4 separate regions of the Rattus norvegicus genome follow, and all the other regions are linked to region 2. The links are chromatin contacts, called in public Hi-C maps. All regions are on one chromosome and are shown on one strand. The core of a region is the stretch at or near the end of the contact, and the rest is flanking DNA. Distances in the headings are between cores, read along the strand shown. Region 1 has its middle 14 kb from the start of Tmem247. Region 2 holds the start of Epas1 (endothelial PAS domain protein 1). Region 3 overlaps Prkce (protein kinase C, epsilon). Region 4 overlaps Prkce (protein kinase C, epsilon).

Evidence for each region. Hi-C and Micro-C count contacts between places; a contact is called where the count stands out from the background.
Region 1: a Hi-C map of hepatocytes shows a contact between it and region 2, with 4 times the contacts expected there. The contact joins the enhancer-like site here to the promoter of Epas1 in region 2. A contact is called at or near these places in 5 of 12 Hi-C or Micro-C datasets (hepatocytes, kidney, liver and 1 more) and 1 of 1 datasets of contacts at active chromatin or transcription factors (oligodendrocytes).
Region 3: a Hi-C map of the A7r5 cell line shows a contact between it and region 2, with 1.9 times the contacts expected there. The contact joins the enhancer-like site here to the promoter of Epas1 in region 2. A contact is called at or near these places in 9 of 12 Hi-C or Micro-C datasets (the A7r5 cell line, Schwann cells, frontal cortex and 5 more) and 1 of 1 datasets of contacts at active chromatin or transcription factors (oligodendrocytes).
Region 4: a contact with region 2 is called in a Hi-C map of kidney, with 2.3 times the contacts expected there. The contact joins the enhancer-like site here to the promoter of Epas1 in region 2. A contact is called at or near these places in 5 of 12 Hi-C or Micro-C datasets (Schwann cells, kidney, liver and 2 more).

What each region holds. Positions count from the first base shown.
Region 1 is chr6:13,466,833-13,469,942 of GRCr8, forward strand. No RefSeq gene overlaps it. Among named protein-coding and RNA genes, the nearest start is that of Tmem247, 14 kb to the left of the region's middle. Within about 2 kb of position 1,714, at least 47 of the 93 cell types and tissues checked have an H3K27ac peak or open chromatin away from gene starts, as enhancers often do. A contact at or near this core is called in hepatocytes and liver, where this site is marked.
Region 2 is chr6:13,623,332-13,626,781 of GRCr8, forward strand. Epas1 (endothelial PAS domain protein 1) reads right to left here and starts at 1,398. Exons shown (of 16, transcript NM_023090.2): 1 at 820-1,398. The coding sequence starts at 845.
Region 3 is chr6:13,831,108-13,834,440 of GRCr8, forward strand. All of the region lies in intron 10 of Prkce (protein kinase C, epsilon), which reads right to left. Among named protein-coding and RNA genes, the nearest start is that of Prkcel1, 97 kb to the right of the region's middle. Within about 2 kb of position 2,059, at least 20 of the 93 cell types and tissues checked have an H3K27ac peak or open chromatin away from gene starts, as enhancers often do.
Region 4 is chr6:13,760,465-13,763,571 of GRCr8, forward strand. The region is part of intron 11 of Prkce (protein kinase C, epsilon); the gene reads right to left. Among named protein-coding and RNA genes, the nearest start is that of Epas1, 140 kb to the left of the region's middle. Within about 2 kb of position 1,552, at least 12 of the 93 cell types and tissues checked have an H3K27ac peak or open chromatin away from gene starts, as enhancers often do. A contact at or near this core is called in Schwann cells, where this site is marked.

The sequences.
Region 1 (3,110 bases), core at 464-2,963, 160 kb before region 2:
ACAGTGATGGAATATAGATTTTAGCAAGTAATAACTCGGGAGTATCAGAAGGGAGGTGTTAGCCATATGGATGTTTGGGAGTGACCCAGCCATTAAGCTGATTAAGGCATATTAAACACAATGCTGTGTGTGTGTGTCTTTCATTTGGGACTCCAGAAGGTTGGGGCAGGTAGCCAGGAACTCATGCTGCCTTGGCTGCCTGGACGATTTGAGTGGAATTAATCACCTACCACAACAACTTGCAATTCACAGTTGCATAAGGCAGGCCCAAGAGTCTCTCCGTAAATGGAAAGGGAACACCTTGGCTTACGCAGATGTCTCCAAAGTTCGCTGGTTCTAGACTCATTCTCCATCCACCTGCTCCCCTGAGAACTGGGGCTGAGACCTGTACAGTGTCTTTGGGACCAGCCCTGGAGCTCATGAGGAACCTGCTTTTCTCATACTGGGTTCACGAGAGTGGCGGTAAAAATAATCTGCAGAGACTATGCTCAACCCTGACTTTGACACGTGCTCCTTGCAGCTCAGGGGTGCTGACACAGCTTACTTGCACACGTGTTTTAGTGACTACTTGTCACAGTCCGAGCAGGCCACTAGCACATAGTAGGTGTTCAGCCACATGCTTGTTAAAGTGTAAGGCCAGGTGCTCCAGAAGTGATTTCTCAAAAGAAAATAAGTGTGTGGTTGAGCACAGCTCTGCGGTAGAAAACGAGGCTCAATCTTGCTCTCTTGGTATTCAGGAACAGTTCCTCTTGGTCTTCTGTGTTTGGGTTTGCTCTAAGAAGCCCTGGAGCGTCCGGGCCCGCCCCTTCCTTGGTAGCAATACTGCTTTCGGTCCAGAAGATGGCGAGCAAAGCCAACAGGAAGGCACGCAGTTCATTAGCTCAGCGCCAGGCCTGAGTGAGCGGTTAGCTCATCTCTTAAGAGACAGGGGTTGGAAAACTGTTTGCCAACGCTTTTAAATATGCGCGGAGGATAAGGGCTGGCCTCGGAGGCAGGGCTTCGGGCTGACCTCTGTGAAAAGGAGCAGTTTAGAAAGGGCAGCCGAAGTGGAAAGATCACAGCAGGTGTGACTGGGTCGTTCTTCAAGAGCCGCTTTCACATCTTCAGCAGCTTTTCTCTAAAGCCAAAACAGCCGGGGAGCATCGGCAGGCCAGGGCACCATCCTTGTCTGAGATGCTCTCTGGCTTTGGAAAGCAGTCCGAGTTTGTGGTCCTTGGTGACTCTCCAGTGTACTGGAGGCTTCCAGGGGCTTCCCGGTCATGTTTGCACGGGTCTTTATACTGAACGGAGGTTGGGAAAGCTTTACACAATGATTTGAGCTGACTAGAAAGAGGTAACAGATCGATGGGGGAGGTTCCAGCCAGGTGGGAATTTGCCAAATAGCTTTTAAAAGAGGTTGAGGAGGCCATCCAATGCTGTGTCTTCAAAGTCAGCGTGATGCAAAGTAAGGTCAGACAGGGCAAGGGTGTGACCCTGGGAAGGGGTGAAGTGCCTCCCCAATTTTTACACAGATTTCTAAGGCTACAGCCACCCTCCACCCCACCCCCATTTTCTTGTGACCTAAATCCTCCCCTGAAGCAGAGCTGGGCTCTAGGCCAGGGTGTCAGTCATGGACAAAGGCGTCCTGTTTCGAAGATCTGGCCACTGTGTTTGCCTGAAGAGTCCAACAAATGCTGTAGGCCTCCCCCAGCCGATAACATAGAAATACAGAGTTCCTCCCAGGACACCAGCAACACTGCCCCCTCAGGTTTCCACGGCATGGTGTCAGGGCTGTATCCATGAGGCCACTTGGTTCTGATTGTATGGTAGCTGCTAGGCTGGCTTCTTCCTCCAGATGACCCCATTCTGGCTTTGTTTGTTTTTCCTAGCTGACTGGAAAGCCTTTTTCTCAGGTTTTTGGATCAAGAGTGAATGACACCCCAATGTAGCCTGTTTTCTCTCTCTCTCCCTCTCCCTCTCCTTCTCCCTCTCCCTCTCCCCTCCCCTCCCTGTCCCTCTCTGCCTATTTTATCCTCCTGCTTCCCAGAACCCTGGTACTTCTGCCTCTCATTGAAGGCACAATGCCGGAGGATGCTGCTGGCCTGAGGACTCATTGCTGTACAGGAGGGAGATAGAACTTTTTAGCTCAGTAGGAAGTTTCTACTCCAGAGGAATGGGGATGCTGACATCTACCTGTCATCTGGTCACTGGGGGTGCAGAGACAGCAGAGACGACAAATGAGTATACATTAAGGGGGCCAGGTCTCTTAGTGGGAAGGAGAGGATGGGGTGGAGGGTGTGTCAGGTGGGAAATGGGGGGACAGAGGCACAATGCCAGGGAGAGGTCTGTGAGACATCTCTAGGTGTCGGGAGGCACAGCTTTCCAGCTTATACAAGAGCTGTGTGTGTGTGTGTGTGTGTGTGTGTGTGTTGTGTGTATGTGTGTGTATGTGTGGTGTGTGTGTATGGTGTGTGTGGTGTGTGTGTGTATGGTGTGTGTGTGTGGTGTGTGTGTGTGGTGTGTGTAGTGTGTGTGTGTGGTGTGTGTGTGTGGTGTGTGTGTGTGTGGTGTGTGTGGTGTATGTCTATGTATATGGTGTGTGTGGTGTGTGTGTGTATGGTGTGTGTGTATGTATGTGTATGGTGTGTGTGTGTGGTATGTGTGTGTATGGTGTGTGTGTGTGGTGTGTGGTGTGTGTGTATGGTGGGTGTATGTGTATGTGTATGGTGTGTGTGTGGTGTGTGTATGGTGGGTGTATGTGTATGTGTATGGTGTGTGTGTGGTGTGTGTGGTGTGTGTATGTGGTGTGTGTGTATGGTGTGTGTGTGGTGTATGTGTATGGTGTGTGTGTGGTGTGTGTGTATGTGTGTGTGTATGGTGTGTGTGTATGGTGTGTGTGTATGGTGTGTGTGTATGGTGTGTGTGTGTGTGGTGTGTGGTGTGTGTGTATGGTGGGTGTATGTGTATGTGTATGGTGTGTGTGTGGTGTGTGTATGGTGGGTGTATGTGTATGTGTATGGTGTGTGTGTGGTGTGTGTGGTGTGTGTGTGTGGTGTGTGTGTATGGTGTGTGTGTGGTGTACGTGTATGGTGTGTGTGTGGTGTGTGTGTATGTGTGTGTGTATGGTGTGT
Region 2 (3,450 bases), core at 148-2,647:
TGCGCTCCCATCTCGGCTTCGAGAGCTGGGGGTCATGTCACCAGATCGGGGCGGATTGAAGGAGGCTCGAGGGCCGCGCGACTTGGCCCGAGTTGCCTCTCACCCAGTGCCGAAAGGTTCGCCTTCGTGGCTGCCCTTCCCTGTCTTAAGAATCAGACACTCTGAGCGGCTGGGTGTCACCGTCCTCTCTCTGCACACTAGGACACCTGCCCCCGCAGGGCAATCCAGGTCACTCACTCCGCACTCTGCCGGAGTCTAGGTGCAGGATAAGGTTAAGGGGGCTCAACAAACTTGGGTACTGTCTGGAGCAGGCTCCTTGGCCGTGTTCCTGCTTCTCGGGCAGGGCGCGCCCCCGAGTTGCGATTTGCCCTCTATCCCTTGCAAGTTTGGGGCGCAAAGACCGCATAGCAGCGCGCTCGAAAAGACCTGGAAAGTCTTAGGAAAGAAAGGTACGTCTGCTGCCCCAGCATGGAAACCCTGAGACTCGAGGGCATCGGCCCAGAAACATTTCAAACCACTGGCTGGGGAAGCTTCGCGCTCTAGGGACGACAGACTTTGGAAGACCCCGCGGAAGCACCCCTGACCTCCGGGCCATCTCTCCGCGTCTCAAGGCCTCGGAACTATCCGGTTTGCAACTCCACTGCGAAGCCCCAGCTCCGTGTCCCTAAAGGCAGCACCCGCTCGCTTACTCAAAACCCCCCAAGAGCGGTCCTCCGGCCTCCGAGACCTCTCGCACCCCTCTCGCGACTGCCCCGGGTCGCGCCCGCCACGCGCAGTTCCGCCAATGCGGGGGACCGTTCAGCTCTGACGCCCGCTTACCTTTTCTTCTCCTTGTCAGCTGTCATTGTCGCCGCGGCCCTCCGACACCCGGAGCACCTGGGTTCCTTAACCCCGTAGGGGCTGCAGCCGCTCTCTTTGCTGTGGCCCTCCGCAGCTCTCTGTCGCCCCGGCAGGTGAGACAGGTCTTCAGTGCTCGCAGGTCCGAGAGTCCCGCACAATCAGGTGGAAGTTTGCGGACGGCTGGCTAGGTGCTGAGGAGGAGGGAGGAGAGGGGTGACGGGGAGGAACCTGCAGGAGGAGGCGGGGCTGGGGAAAGGAATGGGAGGAGGTTGCAAGACGCCAAAAGAGAGCAGCGACAAGGGACCTGAAGTTCCGTTTATCCCCGAACTGGAGTCACTTTTCTGGGATCTGACAAAACAAAACCAACCAACCAAAAAAAAAAAAAAAAAAAGTGGCTCGAAGAGAGCAGGTTGGAAAAAATCCGGGAGCAGGCGAGTGCGGCCGCTGAGATGACCATACAGTCTCAGGACACTGCCGAGGATTGTACGGCCGCCTCAGGAGAGCTGGAGCGGAGCGCAGCGGACTCCGGAGCTGTACACCGGCCGCTCTCGAATGTCCGGCCTCCGCAGCTTCCAGCCCACTTTAAAAACTCGGACGGCCCGCCCGCCGGAGGGCGCGAGGGGCGCGGGAGTGGGACAGCGGGCCGGGGGCGGGGCCGGGGCGGGGCTCCAGGCAAGCTCCGCCCCCGCCACTGGCTGCCTGCCCCAGCTTCCCACCGCGTCCCGGCCAATGGGGAGGCGCGGCCACAGCCTCTGCCCTGACCCCGGACCGCCCCTTTCTCTCGGCAGCGCTCCTCCAGCGCCCGTCTGCCCTGCCTGCCCTTCCTCCTCCTTCCGCAGATCGGCGACTTGTTTGTGAGGTCGCCGGTGGCGAGTAACTATACGGGACTCCGAATGGAGGCGCAGTTAGCGCAGGGCTGAATAGTGGCGGGGATCTGCTACCCAAGTTCGGCGTATGACTTTGCGTCGGCGTCCTTTCAGCCTCACTTTCCCCCTAAGAGCCGGGGCAGGAGCGCTGGGTCGGAGGTCGCGAGCGCAGCTAGGGAGTGCAGCGCTTATCCACCCACCCACCCCCGCTTCCGGGTGCGGTCCCTAAACCAGCCGTGTGGCTCCCTTCGGCCAGCCGGCGGGAATAATTCCCAGGACCCGGACTGCAGTGCTGCGCGTCTGTCTGCCTTGGAGGTGCGCTCCTTTTGGCGGAACTGACCTTGACTTCTGAGTCCGGAGAGGCAGAAAGGTGTGGGAGAATCTGGGACAAAAATGATCTAGGGCTTCTCCTGCCCGTGTCTTTTCCTCAACCGATTTATGGATTGTTTTGAGGCGCTGTTAGGTTTAAGCGCATGCCTGAGAGGAGGGTCTTGAAGGCCCCCGCAGGCCTCTGCCCGCTCTCAGTACCCTAGCATCACCTCAGCGAGTGTGTTGATAACTTATTTCCAAGTCACTGGATCTGCCCTTCTGGAGTTCCAAGGATACCGCCAACTGCGGGACGTAGTAGTTATGGAGTCTCTTCTCCCACACGCAGGCAGAGAACGATTTGGCTCTTTCCACCCATGAGATTTCCAGTCCTGCCCTCATCTTAGACACTTTCCCATTCCCTACTTAGGTGACCTGCAGGAAAATCTCCAGACGAAGACAGCCATTGATTTTTGAAGGCTAGGGAGAGAGTCAATGGGCTGCGTAGTTGTGAATTGCAGAGAAAGCACATTCCCTCAGTTGGGCTGCCCTGGGACCCAAGTCTGTGCTTCCCGCACTATTTTTGCACCCAAATTTCCTAGTAAAATTATAACCAGAGACGGTGTGCGTGTATGTGTTGGGACGGGGGCGGATCTTAAGTTTGTTAAGGCACCAAGAAGGTGGGTACTTTTTTAGTCTTCGGAAGGTATCTAGATGAATGGGCTGGGTGACCCATTTTTTTGTCTTAATGGAAAGTTCAAATTGGTAGACACAGTTATAATAAAATAAAAGCATATTTTATTTGCTTTATATATTCTTTTGAGACTGGCATCATTTTGTATATTGCTTCGAGACTGGAATGGAGGGTGGTGGGGAGAAAAGACCAGACAATAAAATCCACAAGCGCTTTGGTGGTTTCGAGGCCCCAAACATTGTTTTTCGCTAGAGCTTCTGAATCCTGAGCTGTACTTGACAGGTGACTGAGCGATATCTTTAACCCACAGGGGATATTTCAATAGGCCTGAGGTTATGAAATTCGTTTGAGAGATTTTTGATTTTAAGAGAAAAGGTAAGGGCCCTGGTTAACAGTCACTTGTAAAGTAAGGGTTCTGGCTGCACATAGGGGCTCACACCCTTAATCCCAGCATTCCAGAGGCAGAGGCAGGCAGATGTCCGAGTTAGGGGCCTGAGGGAAAACAATTTTTGCATAACATCAAGACCGGAGATGCTTGACCACGCCAAGTCAGGACTGCAACCAGATGTCCAGCCGTGGAAATCAGCATCTGAATACACAGAACACAAGACCATCCCCCAACACGGTCCAGCCTGGGCTACAAAATATGTTTCTAGACTGCTGGGGTTATACAGGGAAACCCTGTGGGGGAGGGGGGCGGTAAGAGGTCACTCAAGAACACTTCACCCTTCTCTATGCTGGTTG
Region 3 (3,333 bases), core at 809-3,308, 210 kb after region 2:
CAGACTGAAGGGCTGTTCAGATTCTCAGAGGACTTGCAGAGAGACCCATTTCCATGTGACCACAGCATTCTCGACAGGCAGCATTCTTTCAAGGTGCAGGCTTCAAACAACCACGTCTCCCATTTTTCTTTCTTAATAGACACCTCTAAAGGTTAGGGGGAGTGTGTGGGCTGCGGATGGAATCCAGGCCTGCACAGGCCGAGCGAGCTCAGCAGCGCCACACGCTGAGCTCACCAGCTAGGGCTTATCTCTGTATCGTGCAGGATCTGCATCACCTCTGTTGGTCTCCATTTTTGAAAACCATTTGAATAGGAACAATTTGAAGAACCGTTATCACCAAACATCTAATCCTCCTAGCTATGAAGCTGGGCAGAATTTAGATAAAAAAATTGGAAAGGTCGAGAATGTCTAAGGGTCGCATAAACTCGAGCATGCATGGTCTTGGCGGGTTTGGAAAGTAGGTCACCGCCCCTCCCCCTTCATAGTCTGCCTGCAAAGGAAATGTAGAGCTGAGGTCTCAGGAGCCATGGCAATGCCCCCACACAGCTCTCATCCCTGTACCCATGAGTCTGCAGCCCAAGCCATGACAGAGATGCGTGTGAGGATGGATGAGAAAATGGTGGCACACTAAAGAACCCGCAGAAAGAAAGAACTCGCATTGGTGGATCATGACAGCAACAAAGACAGAAGCTGCTGCAGGGGGCCTGGGATCCCAGAACCCACGAGGTGACTCACAAGCATCGGTAACCGCATCCGTAACCGGTCAATTTCCAGGGAACCCCACACCCAGTTCTGGCCTCCACAGGGCCCAGATAATGCACGCAGTGCCCAGAAATACATGCTGGCAAAATACTCATCCACACGACATAGATACATCTTTACAGAGGTACACCAAGTGGGAGAGGAAGTCTCGGGGTGCTCGTTCGAGGGAGTGGGTCACTGATGAGGTAATTACGACACGTTGTTTGCATTTATGCAAACAGTAAATAAATAACAGTTTATTGAAACCATACATCTAGCTCTGCCTTCTAAATACTTCTGTTATCAGTGATAGGCCAACAAGGCATTTTCTAGTTCTCACTGTTTGAACTGTCACCAAAACCAGAGCATAGGCACCCTAAAAAATGTCTCCCTCATTCTCCTATCTAATCTAGAAAAGCGATAGCATTCAGTCAGACTCTGCATCGGGCGTAGGCTCCCGATGGTAATCAGAGCCCCTTGGGCTGGGTTTAAACCTTTGTTTGCTAGGGGTGTTCCTCCGTCATCACCGAATACCTCTTATTAAAGAAAGCATCGGTATAAAGAAGTCTGATTAATTGGTGACTACCGATGAGAATCGGGGAAGGCATCGCTGAGACTTGGGCAGCTTCAGCTGTCAGAGGAATGAGGCCTCGTATCTTGGGGCTGTTAATGATTTTCATAGACAATCAAATGTTATTAGCCAGTGGAGAATGTGAGGACTCGGGCCTGGGACAGTTATTCACAGAGGAAGAGAGATTCTGTGAAGTCCTTAAAGATGTATGTCCTGCCCTCCTCCCGCTTTCCCATCGAGTCTTATCATGAGTTAGTAGGAAAAGGCTGCTCCTGTTTCGACAGAACGAGGATCACCTGTGAAGGAAACAGAGTAGCGCCTCTGGCCAAACACTCGACAAATTCCTGTCCACTTTTGAGATGGTCACAGTAGCACAGTAGCTGGGCTCTCTATCACAGGAGCATGGTTTACATCTACGTAAAATAAAAACAAACATCTGGGCCTGTTTCGTAGAGCTCCAATCAGCTCCTTCGAAGGATGAGCTATTTGCCCCACCAGGTAGGGTTTAGAGCACGGCCGCAGGGACTGCAGTCTGCTCACGAGCTCAGAAATAATTTCAGTGTCTTCATTGTAGATGTAAAACAGACAAAAGTAGGAACAAACTGGCAAGCTTCCGCAGCTCTAGTTTTTAAGAGATAGCTCCACTCCTATTTCTTTTTCCCTTCTAACTTTAGAATTTTGTATATGGAAGAAAGCATTTGCCAGTACTGGAAACCGGAAGCTCCGAAATGTATCCTTCTAGAATGCTCACCTCACTCAGTTAAATTATTTTAGTCTCCTCTTCCTGCCTGGATGAGTCACAGTGAGCCCACTTGCCCTGCTAATTATTATCGCCATCTAGTGGCTGAAGTGGCTAACTGCAAGATCCTTGGTAATGTACATAGAAAATTGTTCTCCTTTCTCCTAAAATGGGATTGCTAAGACTCTATCTAGTTAAACGGAGAAACTACTTGGATATCTAGGCGTTTTTGTTTAGGTGCTTAACATGCACATTAATGAGCTGTAACTTTATCCTTCAATTTGGTGAAAAGAATACAGGAAATGAAAGCTACTGTAGTTGGGGGCAGGAGGGGAAAGCAATCTACTAGGAAGGAGAGCATTGCTGTGCGTCTCAAAGAATCCCAGATGTCATCCTGCCCAGCTTCCCCATTGACTGCTTAGTGTTCAGTTTGTGTCTTGTTTCTAATTCCCAGGCATAGCTGTAGAAATCAAGTGGAACCCTCGTGACACATGGTCTCCTGTGCCTTGCAGGAAGGAAGAGGCCTGACTGGATGGGGCAAGCCCATCCTTGTGCCAGGAAGGGCCCACAGGGGGACCACAACACACGCCCTGGCTCTCACACCCTGCCTTCCATCTCGTCCTCAGCAGGAACCATTGTGTAGCCAGCTCATCCCACATCCCAGCCCTCAACAGCACTGTACTCCTAGAGGGACAGCAAGAAGTATTTAACTGAGGAACGAATGAGGTCAAGGGGCCGACAGGACACTCAGGAATGCCAGCGCTGTGCTGAGGAAACCGAGTGGCAGCCCTGACCTTCCCCACCAGCCAAACGGGAGAATCTAAAACCCCACTTCACAGATCCTGACGGGTGCCCAGGAAGAGATCCCTCTTATAATTTCCGATATTAAAACAATTTCTCTAGCATGCTTTCTTGTCATCCTGGGACTCAAACCCTGGCCTTCAGGTGTTTTGGACAGGTGCTGTACTACCGAATATACCCCATCCTCAAAACTCATCCCATTGAGATGAAGCCCAGGACCGTGGCCGCACTGAGAGCGTGCTCCCCCACTGAGCTCCACTCCAGCCCCTCTGTGGGAACCGTTCTAATGAATGACTCAGTTCCCATAAACTGACTGAAAGGGCCTCTCTAAGACGCTGGGCTACCACAGTAACACTGGCCAGGGAGGAATCGGAGACAATAAAACAAATTAAAGTTTCAAATAAAAAAGCAGAATGAAGAGCAAATTGTTACAAAAACAAACAACCCTCCAATCTGACTGTAGATCAACCATCAGTTTTAT
Region 4 (3,107 bases), core at 302-2,801, 140 kb after region 2:
CACATTCCTTCTATAAACCACTTGTCCTTAGAACATGGCTAGTACCTGAGACTTAATAGACCAGAAAAGAAATGGGGACAATGTCTGTGCTTGTCTTGAAACCTTGAAGGAGAAGTGCTGAACACCCCATGCTGCTACAAACCCAGAAGCTGTGTTTGAATGCTCCACTCCCTCGAGTGTTTGTTCCACAGAGCTTAGGCCTCCACGCCACATAGTTGACAGGAAATTCTTAGTTACTTGAGATAAGAGATCAGGAAAATGATTTCAGGGGTGCCAGCATTTGGATCACTCTTGAGGCAGGTGGTGCAGAAACTGCTTGTCTGAGGCTGACTGGTTAGTCAGGGAGGAATGGAAGTGCTCCTGGCGCATTTCCAAACACCTCCAGTATTTCACAAGACACTCAGGAGAAAGGCGAGCTTTCTCTGTGGAGTCAAAACGCCCTCTGGTTAAACGCCCCGGGCTATTGTAGCAAATGGTAATGACTGGCTGGTATCATCTGCCTGGCATCCTCTGTGGCAACAACCCAGCCTCTCTTTCAAGAATGCTCAGTCACTCAAAGGCCACATGAGGCCAAGCAGGGAGGCAAGTAAGGGGTAGCCATTATCTTCATAAACAAAAGCATGCTGAAGTATGAAGCCTGTGGAGTGATTCACTGTTTTGTTCTGTGTTCATCAGAGGAAGAAACCTACATTTTTGCAGATCAATCATTTAAAATCCAAAGAGCTGCTATGTGGAGGGTGAGGGAGGGGGAAGTGGGTGTGCACACGAGTGCCTCTGAGTGTAAAGGTCAGCATTGGGGGGTTCTTCAGTAACTCTCCACCTAGTATTTTTTGAGGCAGGGTCTCTCACTGAATTTAGAGTCAGCAGGCCTCAGGGGTCCTGTTGCTTTAGCAGTTATAGGGTTAACGGTTTGCATCGCCACATCCCCACCACTTTGCATGGGTTGTTGGGGTATCAGGCTCACTTTACCAACTGAGCCATCTCTCCAGCCATCACTGTCTCTTAAAAATAAGATATTTTGTGTGCTGGAGTATTTTACCTACAATGTAGGTATCCACACCAAATGGCGTACCTGGTGCCCACAGAGCCCAGAGGTGTTTTTGGGTCCTGTGGAACCAGAGTCACAGATGGTCATGAGCTGCCATGTGGGTGCTGGGAATCAAATCCCGTCTTCTGCAAGAACAGCCAGTGCTGTTAACCACAGAGCTATTTCCTGGCCCCAGTCATTGCTATCTGTCTGTCTGTCTATTTGTCTATCTATTTATATTCTGATCCCTTGACACAGGGATTCTCTGTGTATCCCTGGTTGTCCTGGAACTCTCTCTGTAGACCAGGCTGGCCTCAAACTCTGAGATTCCCCAAGTCCACACCACCACCCGGTGGTGTCTGCCCAGCTATCACTGCCTTTTAAAGAGATTTTCTCCAAACGCTTTCAGGTCAAGCCCACTGTTGACTCCTAACGTCTAGTTTTTATCTATCCCCGCCCTGCAATCTTGAAGGCTATTGCTTTCGTGATTCTTAATTTGATGGATTGCCCAGGCTGATCTCAGACTCCTGAGTCCCTCCCACCTCAGCCTTCCCAGCTGGCTGGAACTGGATGTGTGTCCTACTACACCCTCCAGGGAGGACTCTTATCTGCATTTTTCTAATTGAGAAAAAAAAAAGGGTCTGGGGACATTTATTTTTTAACTGATCCCTGACACACAGGTGGCAGGAAACCACTTCCATGTGCTTAACCACTTTGCCCTGTTGCCTGAGGTGAATTGAGTGCGTCCACGCTTGGCCCTTCTGTGGGACAGCAAGCATTGCTGCTACCACAGGATGGCTGTTCTGACTCATGGAAACACATTTATAAGATGAAACTGATAAGCCAGACAAGGGCATTTTCACCACACGGACTTATCTAGGGAGAGCAGGCCTTCACCTACTGTTCTGACAGCTAAAGACTCAGGTGTCAAATGGCTGGCTTAGAGCCAAGACAAGTAACCTGGGGGTGTACCCGGGAAGTAGGGCTTGGAGTCACTGCAGAGTAACTTATCTGATTGTAAGCCTCGATGCTTGCTTCCTACAAACCCATAGCAAGGGCCCGGATAGATGGCTCAGCGGGTGAGAGCCCACACTTCTTTTGGAGAGGACCCAAATTGGGTTCTCAGTATCTACAGCAGGTGGCTCCTACCAGCCTGTAACTTCAGTTCCAAAGACCCTGACTCCATCCTCTAACCTGCCTGGGGACTTGCATTCACTTGAAACCACACACAAAAACCAAAATACAACTTCTTTAAAGTTCACATCGAGGAAGGCTTGCACATGCTTAGCTTTTGCTGGGTAATTTCCTGACCCCTGTTGATGGAGAACAGGTATTTGTATCCCCTGTCATGGGGAAGAGGCTCCAAGGCCATCATGATATTCATATCTGGTGTCCCACCCCTTGTCATGTCACCAACCAAGTACATGTCACCATGGACTTATCAAAATGGCTACTTGGGATCCGATGTACAGACTAGATCTGAGGACAGAGATGTCAAACAAGTTGCTTCCCTGTGTTTCTCTGACCAAACGTGGAGAGATGAGGTGGTTAGCTCCATGCTGAAGACCTAACATTGTTAGGATCCACTGGCAACTGGAAGCTGTGAGACTTGAACCTTCAAACCTAACTGTTGTACACTAAATGCTGCCATCTCCTCTTGGGAGCAAATCTTTGTCAGTGCGCACTTAAACAAAACAAACCAAACGCAATTTTAAACCCGTGTTCTGCATGTATTCAGTAGTATCCTAAGATCTGAGGGCACTGTGTAATGAGGGGACCCGTGTCACCTTCATCAGTCTGGTCCCTGGCCTCACAAGTTACCATGTCCCCTCAAAATCAAAACAGGAGACACAGATGTCTGTAGCTGGTTCCCGTGTCTGCCCTTGGTGTCCTAGCATTGGCCCCACTTTGTGTCTTTCATGCACAATGAATGACTCCATGGGGAAGAAGCCTCTGAGTTGCCACAGTGCCTGGTACAATATGGCCTCTCCATAGTAGTCGGCTGAATGGGTACAGTAACAAGTAAGTAAAGAGACGATTCCTCAGATCCCATCCCTGCTAGCCATGTTTCCAAGTAACA